2 separate regions of the Zea mays genome follow, and region 2 is linked to region 1. The links are chromatin contacts, called in public Hi-C maps. All regions are on one chromosome and are shown on one strand. The core of a region is the stretch at or near the end of the contact, and the rest is flanking DNA. Distances in the headings are between cores, read along the strand shown. Region 1 holds the start of LOC103627532 (aluminum-activated malate transporter 10-like). Region 2 has its middle 25 kb from the start of LOC103627533.

What was found. A called contact is a pair of places that touch in the nucleus more often than the background predicts.
Region 2: a Hi-C map of an unstated tissue shows a contact between it and region 1, with 2.4 times the contacts expected there. The contact joins the enhancer-like site here to the promoter of LOC103627532 in region 1. A contact is called at or near these places in 10 of 25 Hi-C or Micro-C datasets (bundle sheath, ear, endosperm and 3 more).

The regions. Positions count from the first base shown.
Region 1 is chr5:198,840,911-198,847,079 of Zm-B73-REFERENCE-NAM-5.0, forward strand. LOC103627532 (aluminum-activated malate transporter 10-like) reads right to left here and starts at 3,333. Exons shown (of 3, transcript NM_001346994.1): 1 at 2,764-3,333; 2 at 2,433-2,570; 3 at 1,214-2,335. The coding sequence starts at 3,112. The coding sequence ends at 1,353.
Region 2 is chr5:198,940,670-198,946,838 of Zm-B73-REFERENCE-NAM-5.0, forward strand. No RefSeq gene overlaps it. Among protein-coding and RNA genes, the nearest start is that of LOC103627533, 25 kb to the left of the region's middle. Within about 2 kb of position 2,887, at least 13 of the 20 cell types and tissues checked have an H3K27ac peak or open chromatin away from gene starts, as enhancers often do. A contact at or near this core is called in bundle sheath, ear, leaf and 1 more, where this site is marked.

The DNA.
Region 1 (6,169 bases), core at 2,083-4,582:
GATGTACAGGATAAAGAGTCGATCGTGAGTGCTAGTTTATTTATGAGCGAGATACTTTAGGCTTTTCAGCATGTTGCTCGGAGCACATTAGAATCGCAGCGGCACCGAAGTTTTGAGATCGCGGTGTGTGCTGACAGATCGTCCAGTCCTATCTAATTACGCGGCCACTTAAATCGCCTCGCCTTGCGTTGCGTCTATCTGCATATATGTGCATTACCCATTCCATTAAAATATTTGCGAAATCCTTATCCGTCAGCTACGGGTCATATCCGAGACCAGACTGGCCGCGAGAGCTCGTGCTGGGACGGGGCTGCCGGCGTAGTGGTCCGTCGCCGGCTTTTTACTCGCTCTGGTCCCTCCTGCTGTTTCAGATATGCAGCATGTTGTATGATGCATCATCGCCGCATGCCTGTTTCTTCAGTGCACAAGTTTTGTACTCCACTACGAGGCACGCACGCCGAATCCCATCCACATCCAGCTCCGACCGATCCATCCCTCTGAATCCTATCGCGCAGGCGCAGCGAGACGAGACGCGGCTTTCGTTGCTTTATGGGCCCGTACGTGGACTGGATAATGGGCTTGGGTTGGGTTGGGTTGTGGCGAACTACCTAGCTAGGTTATTTGCGGTACGGTGGAACAAAGTTCCATAGAGTATGCGTGCCCCGTATTTTCAAGAAAACAAATCATGGATTGCTGCGTGCTGCCGTCACCTTTTCCACCCCTCGTTCTGTAATAATCTGCGAGCCATTGCGATCGTGAGTGAGGCAATGCGTGCGCACCGGCATAGGTCCCCGTCACACCCTAGTGCGTGGTGCTGCTGTGATGCAACAACGCGCAGGAGGAGAATTAAAACTTGCGGCCCGGCCGGGGGAAAGCTACGGGAGAAACACAGACAGTATGCGAAGCTGCGCTGACACGATCAATTTGCGCATATGCTCCCTTTTCCCGTATATATATGTGTGTTATAATTATAACGCGAGTGGCAAGGGCATGGCTGGCACGCAGTAGTGCCGTCGTTTTGTTCGCCTCTGTGCGCGATCCGTGTCAGAATGCTTTGGTTTGTAAACCTGTGTACATTGTCATTGACCTATGCGATCATCGGATTTCGGATGTCAAGCTGTGACCTCCTTACCGTCCACGGGAAATAATAATCCAAGGTTAGAATGGAGTTAACTTGAGATGCGTTAACTCTTTAATAAAATTGTGATGTCTTATAATTTAGAATAAAGTGATTATACAATAATGAAATGGTACATGCACAATGTGGCCAGGCTAAATCTTATCGAGTTCGTCGTGTCTGATCTCCGCCGCCTGGTTTGAAGATGGAGGTTTTTCATGATCCTCACTATCGATCAAGCCTTGCTTGTCTGGTTTTCCCGTGACTCCTCGGCGGTGTCCGGTTCGTTCAGCGGGTGCACTTTGATCGTCATCTCGGCTTCTCCCTTCTTGTCGTCATCATCATCGTCCTCGGTCTGCTTGAAGTTGGCAAGCGTTGCCAGCGCGTCAACGGCATCCACGACGCCCTCGACCCTCGCGGATATCTCCACCAGCAGCGACGCCACGGTGAAGACGGGCATGGTGTCCATGAGGGACGTCTCTCCCAGCTTCACGGCCAGCATGGACGGGAGCGCCCGCAAGTCGGCCTGAAGCTCCTGCACCGCCGTGTTCATGTCCGCCACCGCGAAGTCCAGGGCCCGGGAGGAGGACGTCGACATGGTGGCGACGGAGCGCGACGCCTCCCGGAGCACCCGCGCGCACCGTGCGGCCACCGCGGAGCACGCGTCGCGAAGGAGCCGCTTCACGTGCGGGGGCGCCTGCACCTCGGCGCCCGCGCAGCTGCTCAGGGCCTCCACGCAGTAGGCGCACGCGCGCATCGCCGCGCCCACCCTGGCGTACTGCCCGTAGGGGTGGCGGAAGCCGAAGGGGCCGTGCGCGGGCTCCCACCTCGCCAGGTTGGCCTGCGCGTCCTCGGACGCCTTGGAGTTGAGCACGCACTTGTACCCGTCCGCCCCCGCCCCCGCCCCGCTGGCCGGCCCTTCCGCGAAGTAGCTCTCGACGCAGGCCACCACGGCGGCCGCGAGCTTGTCCATGTTCCGCGTGGTGAGGAGGTGCAGCTCCTTGCCGGCCCACACGGGGCAGATGAGCATGCTGACGGCGAGGCACAGGAAGATGCCGATAGCGATGGTGGAGACCCGCTGCTGCGCCAGCGCCGCTAGCTCGTCGACGCGGTACCCCGACACGGCCACCAGGCTGTACGTCAGGATGAAGATGGTCACGCCGTAGTCGAACCGCGCTTTCACCGTCGGGATGAACCGCGAGAAAGTGGCCGCCGCAGCTGCATTCATGTACGTGCACGCGTATGTTATTCACTTTTGCTGTTACCAGTGGCTTGTCCTTGTCAGTATTACACAATGACAATGCAGAATACGTACCCAGCAGAAAGAGCGAGCCACTGAGGATGTAAGGCTCGAGCTCGCCAGACTTGTCAGCCGCCCAGTGCACGCCGAGCGCGAGAACGCCGGCGCTCGCCGTAGCAACCACTCGGTTGAAACACTTGTACACGCTGCCACCTGCCAATACATGCAAAGACAGTCAGAGAACCAACCGGGTGCATGGAGACGATATATATCCACACATGCATGCACGATTGCACGCACGCGGCTGGAGCCTTGGTGCGTGCACATATGATATGTTACTATAGTGCAGCTCCGCGCGGGCACTCTGTGCCAACTGCCAAACAAGCAAAGCCGAGCATCGACTCACCGACAGTGTATTCGAAGACAACGACGACCGTCATGATGGCCCACATGGCAGCCCCGCCAACGCCGTCGTACAGGGGCCTCGTGTAGTAGAAGACGGAGACCAGCGCGAGCGCCAGGCCGACCTTGAGCCCGTGCACCGCCTTCCGGGGATCATCCGCCCCGATCCTCCACACCTTCCTCGCGAACCCGGCGACCCTGCTCCACGCCTTGGCGAAGCAAGCCAGCAGCCACGCCAACGCCCTCGCGGCAGGCCCGGCCTCGTGCTCCACGGTCACCGACGCGCCCTCCGGCACCGTCACCCGCCATTCCAGACCACTACTCTGCTGCGCTTCCCTCGCGGCGGCGTCCATGCTGACCGGTACAAGAGCGTGGCTGCCAACACCTGCTGGGTCCCTATTGTAACGCGCGCGGCAACAGAATGTGACCCTGCAGCGTAGTATTTGGTACTGTGTCTGACTCTTGCGAGGTTGACCTCAGCCTCTCTGTTGGAAGCTCTCGTCGCTTCTCTGTCTGTCTCACTTGCTCCTTCCAACAGAGGAGTGAGAGGAACAAAATGCTAGGATTTCTCAACAGACGATCTCCTCCTCGTCGTGGAATGCTGTGAGAAAGCTGGAGACCTGTATATATAATAGCACAAGAGAGATGGGGGGGTATTGGACTTTGACGTAGGGCACAAAAAGCAGAGATTAGGGAAGACCAACCCCGCGCACAAAGGCTGCACACAGCCATACATGCATTTTGGAAAGGGAGCTGGCTGGCCGAAGAAAAAAAAATGCGGGCGAGTGGATCGGCAGTAGGATCGCTAGTGTGGTACGTTCAGATTGGGTACGGTTTCTTTTCATCCTGGCTAATATACGCTTGTTCGCCACCGAGCTGTATTCTTTTTTTTTTCTTCCCTTCCAGTCTCTAGCGTGAGAGCGATTTTGACCAGCCACTGTAGCTAGAGGGCCGTACGTGTAAGGCTTGCTAGTTGATCAGCCACGTTGGAGATTCACACAAATGCATGGCTCTGGTAAAATGTAGCCACAAGGTCTTAAATGTTTTCTAAGTGCTTTGTTTGATTTTTGTTTTGAGGATTTTTTTTTAGTGCTTTGTTAACTACGGAAGTTAGAATTGGATCGGAAATGGCAAGACAAGGATATGATAAGACTGTACGTAAGAGGACCAGAACAATGTTGGGCCGGACAGTGCCATTCGTTCTAGGCCTTATCACATGAGAAAGAGAGACCATGTTCATTTGCTTACCTCTTAATCGTCCTTTCATCACATAATTTACTTTGACGCCTTTCTTCCGCGTCAATGGCCAGTAACAAACTCTCATGCATGGTTCTCAAATTATAATATATCTTAGCTTTCTAGATACATAGGATCTGTTATTCACTTAGATATACATTATGTCTAGATACACACTAAAAACAAGGCAGCTGTAAAAATCAAACATCTTATCATTTTGAATTGAGGAACAAAGTATCAGTGACCCTACTTTTAATTTGGACCTTCTCATATCCATAATTGCCATAACTAATCTTAGTAAAGTATGACTTGTCTGGCATATTCCAAAATTTATCTAATGATACTAAGTTACTAACTATACACCATAATATTAATATCTTCTTGTGTGTATTTGGTCAAAGTTAAACTTGTTTCACTTGTCGAGTAATGAGAATGGCACTTATTCTGGATAGAGGGAGTACAACATAAATTGATCCACACACACATCAAGTGTACTATATGATTTTGATGATTGTAACCATAATATAGCAATGAAATCTTGAGACATGGCTAGCATGATTCAAATAAAAATGCATTAGTTGAGTTTTCATAGAGATGCACATGCCAAAGAGAAGTTGGTAACATTATTATGCATAAGAATTAAGAATATAAGGGAATTACTTCCACCCAGTACCTAAAAGCCAATTCCTTTTTTTTGTTGCATATATCAAAACTGTTCATGTATATGCCGTATGACTATGAGCATGAGTTCCTCGTGTCATGGCCACATTATTGAATGTTTATTTATTGTGGCATATGTCCAAATTACCCTAGCTTCATGGTTGATATACATGCATCAACAAGTTTGTGATTCTACACCATTGTGGCACCATTGTGATGCGAGTTTCCACAAAAATACTTTATTCACATGTCAAGTTCAAATTCTATTGCTTGTTATATATTTTATTCAAAAAAATCTGTATTGTGTTTAAAAAAACTCAAGATTCTAAACTGCACTCTTAGTTCTACATTGGCACAAATATTGATTCCAATCTAGACCGCAAACACTCAGAATATTAAATTTGTTACCTTGAAAATTTATTTGAACACACACACACACACATGTTCTAGATGGTACTCCATCCATTCCAAAATATAGTTCTTTCTAGCACACTTTTTTCTGTCGACATTCATTCAAATGATAATGAATATAGACATACATGGAAACCACGTTCATATGTTGCTTAATGAATATGTGCTTATTATAAAACGAATTATATTTTAGGACGGAGAGAGTAGTAAATAGCTTCATGTCTACTTTTTTTTTAAAAAAAATGCTCAAAGTATACTAGAAATATATATAATGTAACTCTATGGCTATTTTTATGTTAGTATCTAGACATAAAAATTTCAAAGATATTTTAGTTTATATTTTATAAATAATAAAAAGTAGAAGTGTTACCTTATATTATCTTTCATAATAAAAAGCTACGTGAGGTTTATTTGCATTATATTTTATAATGAAAGTTGTGGGTGTTAGATGTAATTTATTTGGTTATTATAAATCATATTTGATAAAAGACAACTTAGATGCAAATTCATACTGGTAGGTTGTGTAGTTTAAATATAATTGTAGATATCATTTTAAATTGTCTTTTGAAGCGATAATGTTCAAGCTGGATACTTTAGATATATTTTTCAGACATTTTGGTTATTTTTTTATAATGGCAAAGGTTGGTGATTGACATGTAAATTAAGGGTTACTTTATGCAATTTTAATAACGACAAATATGTATAGTTTTTTTTTATAAAATAGAATATGTCCAGTAGCTAGTATTGATGATGAAGAAGGTTAGAATCTACAAAATCATAGGCAAGGTGTTTGTGATTATTATAAGAGTTTCCAAGGTTTAATTTTTTCTAACGTGTCTAATGAAGATTAATGTAAAGGCTTCTTTCAAGGCTTAAAAATAATACTACTTCCGTTTTCAAATATTTATCGTCCGCTAGTTTATTTTGAACTAAACCACGGAGAGTGGAAATAATATTTGATGTGATAAAACAATATAAACACGGGCGCGAGAGAGAGAAAATAAGGGCCTCTTAATATATTGTAGACATGCAAACTTGGACCTAAAGGTCAGTTCTGTTTGAAGAGTATACTTGGATGAAAGAAGGCCCAAATGCAGGTAAGG
Region 2 (6,169 bases), core at 1,637-4,136, 99 kb after region 1:
CAAATCTTTAATAATTTATTTTTCTTCTATTTATATATATGGATCAAGAGGTGGTGGATGTAAGGAGCTACAAAGTGTTTGTTTGCATTCCGGATGCAAAGAATTTTTTTCCACCAAAAGGGGTGTCCACGTGCCGCGTGAAAAAGCTGGGCGCGAGTGTTGGCTCCTCCTCTCATATCTTATCAGACATAGCATCACTGTCCCAACCCAAGCATTAAGCGTGTAACCAAATCTAATTTGGTAAGCGCACAAGTGTTTCAAACGGCGCGTCTCTATCATGCAGGGAAAAAAAAAAGAGGAGAGCGACGCGAGCCCACGCACTCACTCACTCACTCACCAGATCATTAGGTCATCTTCTCTGCGATCCTGGATTAGCCTAAAAAGTAGTTAAAGCAGGGCAGATGTGTGACAATATGTAATTGCCATGATTCAGGGAAATCAATCAAACGAGAGCCTTAGAAATGCAGCACTGCAGCAAGAAGGTGCCCTTTTGTACTTGAAACCTTCTCTCTTTTAACGTACAAGTGACTGGTAGAGGAGCAGTAATGTCTAAATTAAGGAGGGATCGCATTTGTCGTGGCACATGAACGTTACCCCAGGTTTTACACTCCGTTGTTCAGCGCTGTGCGGACGAAGATATGTACCATACTAATGGATGGCCGTCATTGTTGTTCATAACTCGAGATTAGTGGTGGCTTTTTTTTAATGAATACATGAGTGATTTATTATTAATAAAAAGGCCAAGGGGAGGGAAAAGGTAAAAAAAAGTCAAGTCCTGAACTAGGTGGAAGCTGCTAAAGCCTAAAGCCATTGTAGTAAGGAAAAGCTTGCTGAAGCATCCCCGATGTTTCCAGGAAGCTCTATATACCATTACCATGGGTGATTTAAGGCCTTGGCGTCTAAACATTCCCTTTGCTTCTCCGCACACCGAAACTAGACCATATACTGTAGCTTTGAAGTAGACGACTCCGGTTTTACAATCTTCGCATAGAGCAATAGATTCATCTTTTGGGGGGGGGGAAAGAGTAAAAGACCATGGTGGTACTGGTAGGGCCGTAGGGGGGGGGGGGGGGGGCATTCCTTGGTGCCGCACCTCACCTCGTAGGCTCGTAGCCACCACCGCAGTTTTGACGTGTACGGTGCCAAACACTGGCTGACCTCAGGGCGCGCTCGTGGGGGCGACAAGGACCCGAAATTAATTTACAATTTGTTGTTTTTTCGAAAAAAATGACACATTTGATCAGGATGAAAGTGGTAATCCGAACTGTTAGAACAAATTTAATATTTTAAAATATATACGTATAAAATTTAATGTTAATCTTTTCTTATGTTATCAAGCACATTAGTACAAATATGAATAAAATATTATATAAATTGTTTTATGTATTATTTGTTCCCAACAACACAAAAAGTTGAAAAAATTACCGAATTTGTTTATGAATCCATACCGAATTTTATATCTATTATTTGAGAAAATATAGGATGAATTTGAGATTTACCTTTTATGAATCTTAACAAGTTGGATGTTAAAAACAAGAATACAAATTTATATTGTATATTCTATATCCTATTTATTCGCAATCAAAGAAAAACGACTAAAAACTAATTACCAAATAAATATTGTTTCCGACCGTTTTCATCCCTACATTTGATATCTTGTACAACTTAATATCGTTTTTGAAATCTTTTGCTCGACGTCACAAATCACAGCGCCATAACTTATGTGGTCGAGGTACCAGATGTGCTAGACTCCTCTTCATACTGCGCTAGCGTACTGGCCGAGCTTGGCGCCACAGGCCGACCATGGCACGGAGCTTGCTGCCAACGCTTGCAACGATCCAGCGGCGAGAATGGAAGATTTGATATCTGCGCACGTATGACCGCATGCAACCTGCATGCCTAGCGCGGTCACACCTTCATGCATGCGCTTTTTTTTTTGCTTGATAAAAAAATGATGGACGTTGATGGCAGGGCCCCACCGCATGCATAGCACATCATCGTGAATTGTTTCTGTACGAGCAGTTGACGTTTTTTCTCGGGATATGATAAAACCGGAGATTAAACTATATTTCTGCATTCTTTTATGTAGAATCTATTTTTGTAAGTAGTTCAAAGCAAGTACCATTTCTCAATTGATTATATTGACGTACGACGATGGCCGGCGTCGTTTGACTTGTAGCTGCCCTGAAAACTATTTAGCGTCGTCGGCGGCCACGACAGGCATCGTCAAGCTCGCTCAGATGGACACTTGTCAGAAGGGAACACACCGTTTGTTGCTGCCCTGGTTATTTGTGCAAGCACGCCTTTTTAATAATTTTTTTTTCTGCATTCCACGAAAAGGTATCTTGGCTATTAAAAACAACCTGGTTGTGAAAAATCTGCCGCTAATGGTGGAATTAGGTCATCACCTAAATTGGCAAACTGCTCTATCAGCAGCAGCACAGGTACGGGAAAGAAAAGCAAACTAGCATAGCCCAACCTACTTCGTGCAGTTTTTTTTTAATTACGATCGTGCAGGTTGTTTTTTTTTTAATTACGACCGGCCGGTGAAAGCAAAAAAAGCGGGCACCGCACCGCAGGCCGTGGAGTGGAACGGATGGTCGTTGTGGATCGCAGGTAGGAGAGCGCACTTATCGTGTCGTGGAAACCACGCTATCATGCCAGCCAGGGGCTCGACCGGTAGCTTCGCTTCTTCGGCTGATGAGACGCCAGGTCTCCTATCACCATGACCCCATGAAAAAAGTTGATGGCGGCTGGCTGCCCTGCACGACTTAAAAATTTACATGCTGCCGTACGTACGTTCCTGCGAGGAGCCATGGACTGGACAGGATCAGAGGAGAGGAAGTCCGCGGCATGCGTGATGGCGACCCGTACGTCTCTGGCCTTCGCCCTCCTCCAGGTGAGTCGTCCGTCCGAGGAGGTGTAGTGGCGGACGGCGCGTGCGCACATCCGTTCCTAGTGCTCTGCATGCTCGGGGTCGGCCGGTCGGGGCTCCCGCCTCCGCCGCTCCGTCCTCCCCTCCGATCCTTCGCCGAAAACAGATCCTTATTTGGATCGCAGCACTTTCTCCACGTTACTTTGTTATGTATATTACTGATGCAGGGTTCGCGGACGTGATTTTAAAGAAGAACGTTTCTTTCTTTAATTTCCTCTCGGCGTTAAATCTGTGCCATCTCCGTACCGGTTTTTTTAAGCTGGCTAGCTGGCACTAGAAGGGACAAGGATAAATATAATATCCTGACTTGCGTCGCCGTTACTCATCTGTGTCTGCTCATATACAAGTCCAAAGTCTCGTGTTTGTCGTGCGGTTTTTATAATAACCACTGAATGACGACCCATTTCCTCGCGCGATCCTTTAGCATGCCCTTTGTTGTTTGAAAAAAAAAATCAAAGATTTTCTCAGAAACAGGTTGAACTTCAAGTTATTAGAAACGTGGAAAAAAAATATACATGGGCCAACATGGGTAACCATTTATGTTCTAGTAATAGGGCGCGCGCCTTGCGCGCGTACTTCTTTACTTAAGAAGAAAATTTTTAGAGTATTTTTTGGTTTTGTTTAAAGCCCTTGGTTATTTGTACATACCTGTCGGGAACCATAATTAGGGGTACCCTCAAGACGCCTAATTCTCAGCTGCTAACCCCCATCAGCATAAAGCTGCAGAGGCCTGATGGGTGCGATTAAGTCAGGGATCAGTCCATACGAGTGACTCGATCACGCTTCGCCCGAGCCTAGCCTCGGACAAGGGCAGCCGACCTCGAGGGACTTCCGTCTCGCCCGAGGCCCCCCTTTTAACGGCGGACACATCTCCGGCTCGCCCGAGGCCTTGGCTTCGCTAAGAAGCAACCCTGACTAAATCGCCGCACCGACTGACCGAGTTGCAGGAGCATTTAACGCAAAGGTGGCCTGACACCTCTATCCTGACGCGCGCCCCCCGGCAGAGCCGAAGTGACCGCCGTCACTCCACCGCTCCACTGACCGGTCTGACAGAAGGACAGCGCCGCCTGCGCCACCCCGACTGCAGTGCCACTTGACAGAGTGAGACTGACAGGCAGTCAGGCCTTGCCAAAGGCGCCATAGGAAACTCCGCTCCGCCCGACCCAGGGCTTGGACTCGGGCTAAGCCCCGGAAGACGGCGAACTCCGCTCCGCCCGACCCAGGGCTCGGACTCGGGCTAAGCCCCGGAAGACGGCGAACTCCGCTCCGCCCGACCCAGGGCTCGGACTCGGGCTAAGACCCGGAAGACGGCGAACTCCGCTCCGCCGACCCAGGGCTCGGACTCGGGCTAAGACCCGGAAGACAGCGAACTCCGCTTCGCCCGACCCCAAGGCTCGGACTCCGCCCTGGCCTCTGCCGAACGATCTCCGCCTCGCCCGACCCGGGGGCTCGGGCTCGGCCTCGGCCACGGAAGACAGACTCGACCTCGGCTTCGGAGGAGCCCCCACGTTGCCCGACCTAGGGCACAGGCCCGCCACGTCAACGGGAAGCGCCATCATCATCCTACCCCGAGCCGACTCGGGTCACGGAGAACAAGACCGGTGTCCCATCTGGCTAGCTCCGCCAGATGGGCAATGATGGCGCCCCACAAACTCTGTGACGACGGCGGCTCTCAGCTCTCTTACGGAAGCAGGGGGACGTCAGCAAGGACTCGACCGCTCCGACAGCTGTCCCTCCGCCAGGCTCCGTTGCTCCTCCGACAGCCACGACATCACGCCAGCAGGGTGCCAAGATCTCTCCGGCTGCCACGTTGGCATGTACTTAGGGCGCTAGCTCTCCCTCCGCTAGACACGTAGCACTCTGCTACACCCCCATTGTACACCTGGATTCTCTCCTTACGCATATAAAAGGAAGGACCAGGGCCTTCTTAAGGAGGGTTGGCCGCGCGGGGACGAGGACGGGACAGGTGCTCTCTTGGGGCCGCTCGCTTCCCTCACCCGCGTGGACGCTTGTAACCCCCTACTGCAAGCGCACCCGACCTGGGCGCGGGACGAACACGAAGGCCGCGGGATCTCCACCTCTCTCACGCCCGTCTCCGGACACCTCGCCTCTCCCCCCTTCGCGCTCGCCCACGCGCTCGACCCATCTGGGCTGGGGCACGCGACACACTCACTCGTCGGCTCGGGGACCCCCCCGGTCTCGAAACGCCGACAGTTGGCGCGCCAGGTAGGGGCCTGCTGCGTGCTGACGAACAGCTTCCCGTCAAGCTCCAGATGGGCAGTCTCCAGCAACCTCTCCGGCCCGGGACGGTGCTCCGTTTCGGGAGTCTTGAGTTCATGTCCTTCGACGGCAGCTACGACATGATACTCCTTCCACCGCCGCGCGACAACGACAATGGCGGCCGACATCCCGCCCGCCGGTGGCGGAACCGACGACATCTTCCCCGCGCGGTGGAAGAACAACATTCGAGCTCGCCCCGTCCTCTCTCCCGCCAACGGAGGAGGAGGCGGGGCAACCAAGGCCAAGCGGGAGACCGCGCTTCGTCGGCTGTCGAGCGAATCGACGTCCCCAGCGCCCCGACGGAAGGCTCGCCGGGCGTCGACCTCGCGTTCGAGACGAAGGCAAGCGCCGTTGAAAGGGAAATGTGCCTTTGGGCCATTTCTAAGTATTTTGGTGATTGAGTGCAAACACAAGTGCTTAAATGTGAAAATATGCCCATGGATGAACAAAGTGCAAATCACAAGTTAAGGTATGTTTCTAAGCCTTAGTACATTGGTTTGTGTACTAATATTCTTGTCTAAGTGTTAGAAACAGGAAGAAGAAGAGGAGTGGAGGGCTGCTTCGGACTGGGGCACCGGACTGTCCGGTGTGCACCGGACAGTGTCCGGTGCGCCAGACCAGCGCGGAGCAAACCAGCCGCTCTCGGGTTTTTCTCCGGCGACTTCGGCTAAAATTCACCGGACTGTCCGGTGTGCACCGGACTGTCCGGTGAGCCAACGGTCGGCCGGGCCAACGGTCGGCCGCGCGATCGGCGCGTGACACGTGGCCGAGCCAACGGTCGGAAAGGTACACCGGACTGTCCGGTGTGCACCGGACATGTCCGGTGCGCCAACTGTGCGCAGATCTGCATCAGAAAGCAACGGTCGGATGAGCTTTTTATGGAAACAAATCGGGCACCGGACAGTGTCCGGTGTGCACCGGACTGTCCGGTGCGCCCGACGACAGAAGGCAAGG